Regions from separate parts of the Callithrix jacchus genome. Here region 2 is linked to region 1. Evidence: chromatin contacts called from public Hi-C data. All regions are on one chromosome and are shown on one strand. The core of a region is the stretch at or near the end of the contact, and the rest is flanking DNA. Distances in the headings are between cores, read along the strand shown. Region 1 holds the start of STX6 (syntaxin 6). Region 2 overlaps LOC118149156 (a long non-coding RNA gene).

The links. A called contact is a pair of places that touch in the nucleus more often than the background predicts.
Region 2: a Hi-C map of skeletal muscle shows a contact between it and region 1, with 4 times the contacts expected there. The contact joins the enhancer-like site here to the promoter of STX6 in region 1. A contact is called at or near these places in 3 of 3 Hi-C or Micro-C datasets (induced pluripotent stem cells and skeletal muscle).

The regions. Positions count from the first base shown.
Region 1 is chr18:39,310,120-39,314,178 of calJac240_pri, reverse strand. STX6 (syntaxin 6) reads left to right here and starts at 2,038. Exons shown (of 8, transcript XM_002760299.7): 1 at 2,038-2,324. The coding sequence starts at 2,290.
Region 2 is chr18:39,417,342-39,421,386 of calJac240_pri, reverse strand. All of the region lies in intron 3 of LOC118149156 (a long non-coding RNA gene), which reads right to left. Among named protein-coding and RNA genes, the nearest start is that of IER5, 54 kb to the right of the region's middle. Within about 2 kb of position 1,721, at least 4 of the 16 cell types and tissues checked have an H3K27ac peak or open chromatin away from gene starts, as enhancers often do. A contact at or near this core is called in skeletal muscle, where this site is marked.

The DNA of each region.
Region 1 (4,059 bases), core at 789-3,288:
CATGTGTTTGTTGAATGAATGAACGATGACCTGTTTTCACCTTCCTAAGTAAATTAATCAGTTCCCTCCCAATAGCTTCCTTTCCCTGCATCTGCCTTCCACCATTCGCTCTTTCAGGAATTTTGGTTTTTACCTCTCTCTTCTCTCCCCTACCGAAACCCATTCAGCCCCCCGTCATGTCTAGGTGTTTAATTTTATTTTCCTTTTGAAACTTCTGTCAGATTCACTCCTTCCTCTCTGTTCTCAATTGCTGTCATCCTGGTCTGGCCCTCATCCCTTCAGGCCAGATGACCTTAGCAGCGTCCTACTGGTTTTCCTAACTTCAGCAGTTCAGTCCTTTGGGATCTTATGGTTTACACGCATTTTTTTTTTTTTTTTTTGAGAAGGAGTCTCACTCTGTTGCCCAGGTTGGAGTGCAGTGGCATGATCTCGACTCACTGCAACCTCTGCCTCCCAGGTTCCAACAATTATCCTGCCTCAGCCTCCCAAGTAGCTGGGATTATAGGCATGTGCCACCATGCCCAGCTAATTTTTTGTATTTTTGGTAGAGATGGGTTTCACTGTGTTAGCCAGGATGGTCTCAATCTCCTAACCTCACGATCCTCCCGCCTTGGCCTCTCAAAGTGCTGGGATTACAGGCGTGGGCCATTGCACCCAGCTACATGCATTTTTATTTAACTATCATAACAATCCATGAACTAGCTATTATTATTTATGTTTTGTAGCTGAGGAACTGCATGATAGAGCCAAGGTTTGTGTTTCTCCAAGGACTGTGCCATCTCCAGAGACTGGTGACTTTGGGCAAGTCACCTAACCTCCCAGGGTCTCAGATTTCTCATTCATAAAATGAGGATGATAGCAGTAGTTATAGCATTGTAAGAGCAACTGAGATAACATTTAACACCCTGCCTGACACACACACAGTAAATGCCCAATGATTTTCAGCAGTCAAAGTCCACATCCCCATCCACAAACTCCACAGCATATCTAGCCTGAGTTGGTTAATTGTTCTGGCCAAAATGTTTTCTGGAATTGTTCTTGAACCACAGTGAGATGAAGTTGTCATACCTGGCCCCTTCTTTATTCCTTGAAGGTGCTCTCTCCTGGGAAACGCCATATGCTGTATGAAAAATTACTTTACATGGTTATTTGCAGAATATACAGCAACAGAAGGTACACCCCATCTGGTGGAAAGTGCAAAGAATCTGCAGTTCTGCCCTGTCCAAGCTGTGTGACTACAGGAAGTCTTGAAGCCTCTCTGAACTTATTTTCTCATCTACAAAATGGGGAAAATGGATGGGTGTGGTAATCCCACCACTTTGGGAAGCAGAGTCAGGAGGATCATGTGAGTTTGGGAGTTTGAGGCCAGCCCAGGCAATATACTTAGGGCCACATCTCTACAAAAAATTTAAAAATTGGCCAGGTGTGGTGGTGCTCACTTGTAGTCCCAGCTACTCAGGAGGCTGAGGTTAGAGGATCACTTTAGCTCAGGAGGTCGAGGCTGCAGTGAGCTGTGATTGTGCCACTGCAATCCAGCCTGGGTGATAGAAAGAGAGCCTGCCCCCCAAAGGATACTGAAATGATGCATATACAACCTTTAGCACACTGTCCAACACAAAGTTAAGACTTAAAGGATCTGTGTAACATCATAATTAGATACCATGCTTCACTGTAAGTCTAGGGCCAGATAGAGATATAAATTGCATACTGTCAAAATCAGGTATTAAAAGTAGAGGAAAGGTAAGAGGATTTTGCAAATCAGGTGCAACTGCAGCTTATCCTGAAAAGCCGACTGCCTGCCTCTGAGGGAAGAAGCCGCTCCTCACCCTCAAGTGTGAGGGGAGGGCGGTAGAAGGCCTCCCACCTCCACGGCCTCAGGGCTCCGCCTCCAGGGCCGTGTGACGCATGCCCAGGCCCCGCCCACGAGGGGGGCGGAGCAGGCCCTCGTCACGTGACTGGGTGCGGAAGTCGTGCTTCAGGCGATGTTCGTGATTGGCTGCGGCCGAGGTTCCCGGGGGTTGGGTCAGGCCCTCCGACGCGCCGGGAGGAGCCGGGACGCGAGGCTGCCGCTGGGGCCGGCTCTAGAGTCCTGTATTCGGCCGGTGGTGGTGAGCGAGTGCTGGACCCGCGGCGGTCCCGTGCACCTGGCCTGCGCGACTGCCCGCGGCTCGGCGTTCTCCAGGCTAAGACGCGGGCAGCTGCGGGAACAGGCGCGGTGGGCGGAAGGAGGCCGGGAGGCACGGGTGCACTGTGCGCCGAGGAGGTGGAGGCGGCCGGGGCCGGGACGCCATGTCCATGGAGGACCCCTTCTTTGTGGTGAAAGGGTGAGTGTCGGCCGAGGGTTCCACCGGAGAAAAAGGTGGCGGTGCTGCCTGCCCGCACCTCCCCGGTCTTCTTGCAATAGGGGGAGGGGAGACAAGTTGAAGCTGGGGAGGGGACAGTGGAGACGGCTTAGCCTCGAGGGCCGTGACCAAAGAGTCCAGAGACGTCCCCTCCATCCCTACCTGGACCGTGAAGCCGCTGTCCCCAGCCAAGCTCCTGGTGGTGGTGGGGCCTTTTTGGCCTGTGCGCTGGGGTTCAACTTATTTGGGGAGGGGGGTGCAGGGGCTCAGCAGCTCTGCAGGTGGTGAGAGAGACCGGAGGGTCCTGGCTCACAGTGGCTCTCCAGTCGAGCATGAGACCTTGCTTGGAAGGAGCGAAAACAGCATCTGGGCAGGAAAAGGGAAATGGCCCTCCTGAGCTTTGTAGTTCGCCTTGACGGGAGTGAGCTCCATTGTCCATTGAGTTTGGAGCGCTGGCCCGCAGACTGGCTAAACCACAACAAGCCCAGAGGCGTCTGAGCACGTTTGCAGGGAGGGAGGCGGGGGAGCAGGGCACCGGAAGACAATTCAATGGGGGAGTTTTTACTGAGTAAAGTGAGGAGAGGAAAGCAGTCGTTCATACTCAGTGATGATTTGGAAGGAAAACAAAATGAAACGAGCCAAACCAAACTTTCCTCAACTTTCTATTAGCAACCGGAATTTTCTCACAGTGCTAAAGGAAATGAGTGTTGCTTGTTAACTCCTTGATTTCATCCAGGCTGTTTGACAGGTTTCTCTCATTTCTTCTGCCTTTTAGAATAGAACTGCCTTCTGTTCCCTTGTAAGCTGCCCTAACTCCGTCTTTGATTGCTCGATTGTTTCTTTGGAGATAGAAACTTCAATTGCACTTTGGAGCCATTAAACAAATGCGAGAAGATCAATTCTGATGTGACTTTGTTTCTTATTAGAAACGTGTCAATTTTCTGTTTTAAATGTCAAACGTGAAAAATCTGAAAACTGCAAAGTTCCCAGATCAGTACTGAGCACCATAGAATGTTCCTTGCTTCCAACTAGTTGCTGCTGTCTTCCTGTTTCTGCAGTAGTACAAGCTGGCTATTGTTACATTCGAGTGTTCTAGAAAATTTAAATGGTACTTTAGGTGAAATACTTTATTGATGCAGTAAAATACACTTATACTACTTTTTTTTTTTTTGGTGACATTCTTGAAGAGTGTGTGTGTGTGTGTATATATATGTACATATTTTTTTCCACTTATACTACATTTCCCTGAAAAGATTTTCCTTCACCTAATTTAGATGGGAAAATGCTGAGTTGTAGATTTACTGGTAATACGTGGCTCCCTACCTGGAAAATGTGGTATTTATTAGAAGGATTGAGTTAGGGGTTAATTTTTAAAATAGATGTGTGTTTTTCCTTTGAATGAAAGTTGTTGCTGTTTTGAGATGGAGTTTTGCTCAGGCTGGAGTGCAATGGCGCGATCTCGGCTCACTACAACCTCCGCCTCCCGAGTTCAAGTGATTCTCCTGCCTCAGCCTCCCTCACCGCCCCCCTCCAGCCCCAGTAGTAGGCATGCACCACCATGCCCGGCTAATTTTGTATTTTTAGTAGAGACTAATTTTGTGTTTTTGGTAGAGACGGGGTTTCTCCGTGTTGGTCAGGTTGGTCTAAAACTCCTGTCCTCAGGTGATCCACCCGCCTCGGCCTCCCAAAGTGCTGCGATTACTGATAGGCGTGAGCC
Region 2 (4,045 bases), core at 472-2,971, 110 kb before region 1:
GAGGCGAGAGAGGAGGATGGGAGGTCCAGAGGAGAGGCGAGAGAGAAGGATGGGAGAATGCCGCTAAGTATAAAATACTGAGGAGCTGGCACTTTTCTTTAAGACACTGAGGAAGATTTTAGGAGGAAATGCAGCACCCTCCAATTATGTTTTTGAAAGCTCTCATTTGCTACCGCACTGAGGTTCGATTAAAGGGTTAAGTCCCAGGGCCAGGAACACACTCATGAGGGCCTGGGCACACCAGAGAGTGAGGGTGCACGGCAAAATTCCAGGCGCCACTTCAGAGGCAGGTAGGGGAGGACCCAGTGAGCATCAGACAGAGGAGAGACGGACAACGCAGGGATTTATGAGCCTGTTTAATGTCCAAGAATGGAGAGCATGGGAGAGAAGGTGAAGGATTTTGTTTGGTACAGTTTGAGGAGTCTCTGAGACATTAAGTAACAAAATTAAGTTTTGACACATCCCCTGTCCTCCAATTTCCCAACACCCTTCATTCTCTATCACAGGGATGAAGCAACCTGGCCAGCGAGTCTCCACTGAGGTCAAATTAAGATTTAAAGGTTTAACGTGTGACTCTCCCATCCTCTCCCCCACTCGCCCCGAAGAAATTGCATTTTCATTTAACAGGAGTACCACTTAGTACTCCACAATCTTAATTACAGGAAGGGCTCCCTTATAGTGAAATTCCAGGCAATGTGATGAGAAAGTTGAGAAGATGTTTTCAGGCAGGGAGATCTGCCCAGCACCCCGCAAATCATATCACAGAGGCTATAGCTACAAACTGTCTTAGCGAAGAGAATTCCCTGTTGAAGTTTCCCCTTCATTCCGAAGAACCCAGTTCATCCCATAGACAAAGGGAGCTTCCTCCAGGCAGGATAATGATCTCTTATGGAGGGGTGGCAGGACAGCAGATGTCACAGAGGTCTGGGGTCACCAAGTTCAAGTCCTGGTTCCACCATGTATTGCTGTATAATCTTGGGCAGTTATTTAACTTCTCTCTAAGACTTGAGTTCACCATCCATTAAACAGGAGTTCAGACCATTTGCCCCTGAAGCGCTTGTGAGCCCAGATTTAAATCACATGGTCATTGTAAACACCGATTCCTTCTTCTCCCACCCCCACCTCCCCAACTTCTTACTTCACACTTGAAACTCCATCAGTCATTCTCACCGCCTCCACCATTTATCTCAGTGTCTTTCAACACCCAATTCACTTAGAGAAGCCTAATTTTCTTCCCGTTCATGCGCTATTAGCTGCTCTGACAACTCTAGGTGATGAAAAGCCACCATTTGGGTGGCATGGGCTGAGCCTCCACACCCAGCGGAGCGGGCTGTGTCTGCAAGCCGCCTGCAGGGGGCAGCATCGGGCAGTGTAAGGCAACGCCAAGGCTACCCTGTAAAACGCTGGGGTCGGTCTGAGAAGGGCCGCAGAAGAGGCGTTTGAATTCAGACTCCAGCTGACAAAGGATCCATTTTACTCCATGCGGGTCTGACGCAGTACGTCAGGGAGTCAGGTCCTTGGTAAACAAGGGAGCAGGGAGTGGCTATCCGAAAGCAACCCCGAGCCGCGCGAGTCCAGCAGGCAGGGTTTTTTCCCAAACCCACACCAGGACTAGGTGACCTTTTCATCACCATCGGTAGGAGAAGCAAAAGACAGCTCCTTACTGGACTCAGGAGGCAGGTTGCAAATGCGTCCTTCACCTCCAGTGAAGTAGTGGGAGAGAGCCCTTGACAAGGACAAGAGGGGGAGCTTAACTTCCCCCTCCCCATAAGCATTTTTAGATTTTCCCACACCCTCAGCCCCTTCGGGGAGTCCTGGAGAAGACAAAAGAAACAGACACAGATGCTGATTCTAAAGAAGCTATTAATATTGTTGAAAAGACATGCAGATGTGAAGCTGGGATGCAGGGCACTCATGATCATGCTGTTTCTGAGAAAGCTTGGTGGCTCCATGTCCCCAAAGCCCCAGGATGAGCAGGCGGGCCTGGGATGATTTTCTATGATTTGCGAATTTGTTGACATGGAATAACAAAGGGGCAGAATGTTTAAGATCAATCAAGACTGTCCTGGAAGTCCAGAATATGGGATCATCAAGGGACAGATGATCAGAGCTGTAGGAATTCGAGGAAGGGAGCTATCAATGAATGTGGCGTTAAGTGGCCTGGACAAGCCAGTGGAATTGGTCACTCCTGAGAGCTTTAGGCCTCTGTGTCAATGAGAGATACTCATCACCCACTCTCCCATTGACTTAGGCTGGGGAGGGAAACCACTGTCACCGTGACATCACCACCTTCCAGGAATCACTGAGTCAGCCTCAGCCCTCCAGATCGCGGAGGTGGAGGCCCCAAGGCAGGACCCACTCACTTCCTCCTAGCCCAAGGCCAGCGGGGAGGGGGATGCTCTGGCAGAGCTTTGAGCTCTGTTTTTCACCACCCTCTGCCAGAACTCAAGGCGGCCAAGACCTGACCCAGGGTAGGTCAACTTTGCAAAGACAGACATCGGTGTGGTGCCGGCTGCACCCACGCCCACCCATGCACTCACACCGTAGGGGAGAGCCCCCCAGTGGAGAATGGCAGTGGCTGAGAGTTGAAATGCAAGCTTCCCTGGGAGTTGTCAGGCTTGTAGCTTTGCCGGTCCTTCTTACCTCCTTGCGTCCCTATGAGCTTCTAGGGAAAAAATGTGGTGGAGGAATTAGGGATGAAGTAGGAGGGAGTGGGGGCTGGCAGGAACAAGTGCAGAAAGCCGAGGTGAGGAGAGCTAAAAGAAAACCTATGCCCACTTCACAGCTGAAGGCCATTGCAGATCTGGTGTCACCTGCAGACAGTCACGGGGGGAGGCAGGTCCGTCCAGCCCATTCCTTTCCCAAAGACAGCACCACACAGCTCAACACATCCTGTGGCCAGAGCCCAGGTACAGGGCCAGAGAGTGTCCACCTGTGGCCCTGGGGGGGTGACTTCCTCCTGCCTCTTCCCCCAGCATAGTCATAGGCGCCTCTGCACTCTTCCCCACATCAGAACTTTCCCTTCTCTGCTAAGAGGATTCAAACCAGTATCTGTCCACACCACATCAGCCTCTGTTTCATCTTTCCATTAAATGCAATGTTCCCTTGCTCTGTAAGCTGGTCTTAGGAAGAAGAAAATTAACCAGTGGGCAGTAATATAATTTTCTAGCACAGCAAAATTCTATACTCTCCCTACCCCTGCTAACACACACACACACACACACACACACACACGCACACATGTGTGCACACACGCGTGCGCACACACATGCACACACACGTGCATGCACACGATCAGCCATGTTTATTACATTGATTCACTTAATGCCAACAACACCCTGCCAGGTAAATATCTCCATCTTTCAGATGAGAATATTGCAATTCAGAAAGGGAAGTTCTCCAGGGCTACGACTAGTGAGTGACAGAACCAGTCTCAGAAGCCAGGTCTGTCTGTCTCCAAGGAGCTGTGATCTTTCCATTCGGGTATCTGACTCAAAATAGGAGCCTCCTCTGCCTCTGAGTCAGAAACTTTAAAATTAGAATTTCATTCAGCGATTCACAAAATCTTAAGGTTGGAAGAAGTGTTGAAGGTCGTCCAGGTCCGTGACGCGGCAGACATCTGCCTCTGCTTGGAGGCTCCAAATCCAGGAGGTGTCCTGGTTCGTTCACCCCATTGCCAGTTTAGAATTATCAGATCGTTCTGGTGGTTTTGGAGCTGAACTCCTCCCCTATAACATCCATGCATTGGGTCTGCTCTTGGGAACATACAGAACCTAAGCGGTGTCACCCCGAATTCTCTTTCTCCAGACTGCGAGTTCTCGAGTCCTTGCAAGCTGCTCTTAGGTGGAGGTTTCTCCCGACTCTCCTCTCTATGGGGGACTGGTTTGTCTGTTCGGTCTCAAAGGGAGACCCGGCATAACTGTAATTCTCCAGAAGGGAGCTGACCAGCCCCGAGAAGAATGGGACCAGGTTCCACTGAGGAAATTGCAACTTGTTCATTTATTTACAGATCTTGATACACTGGGGACTCATTTTGACCTTATTA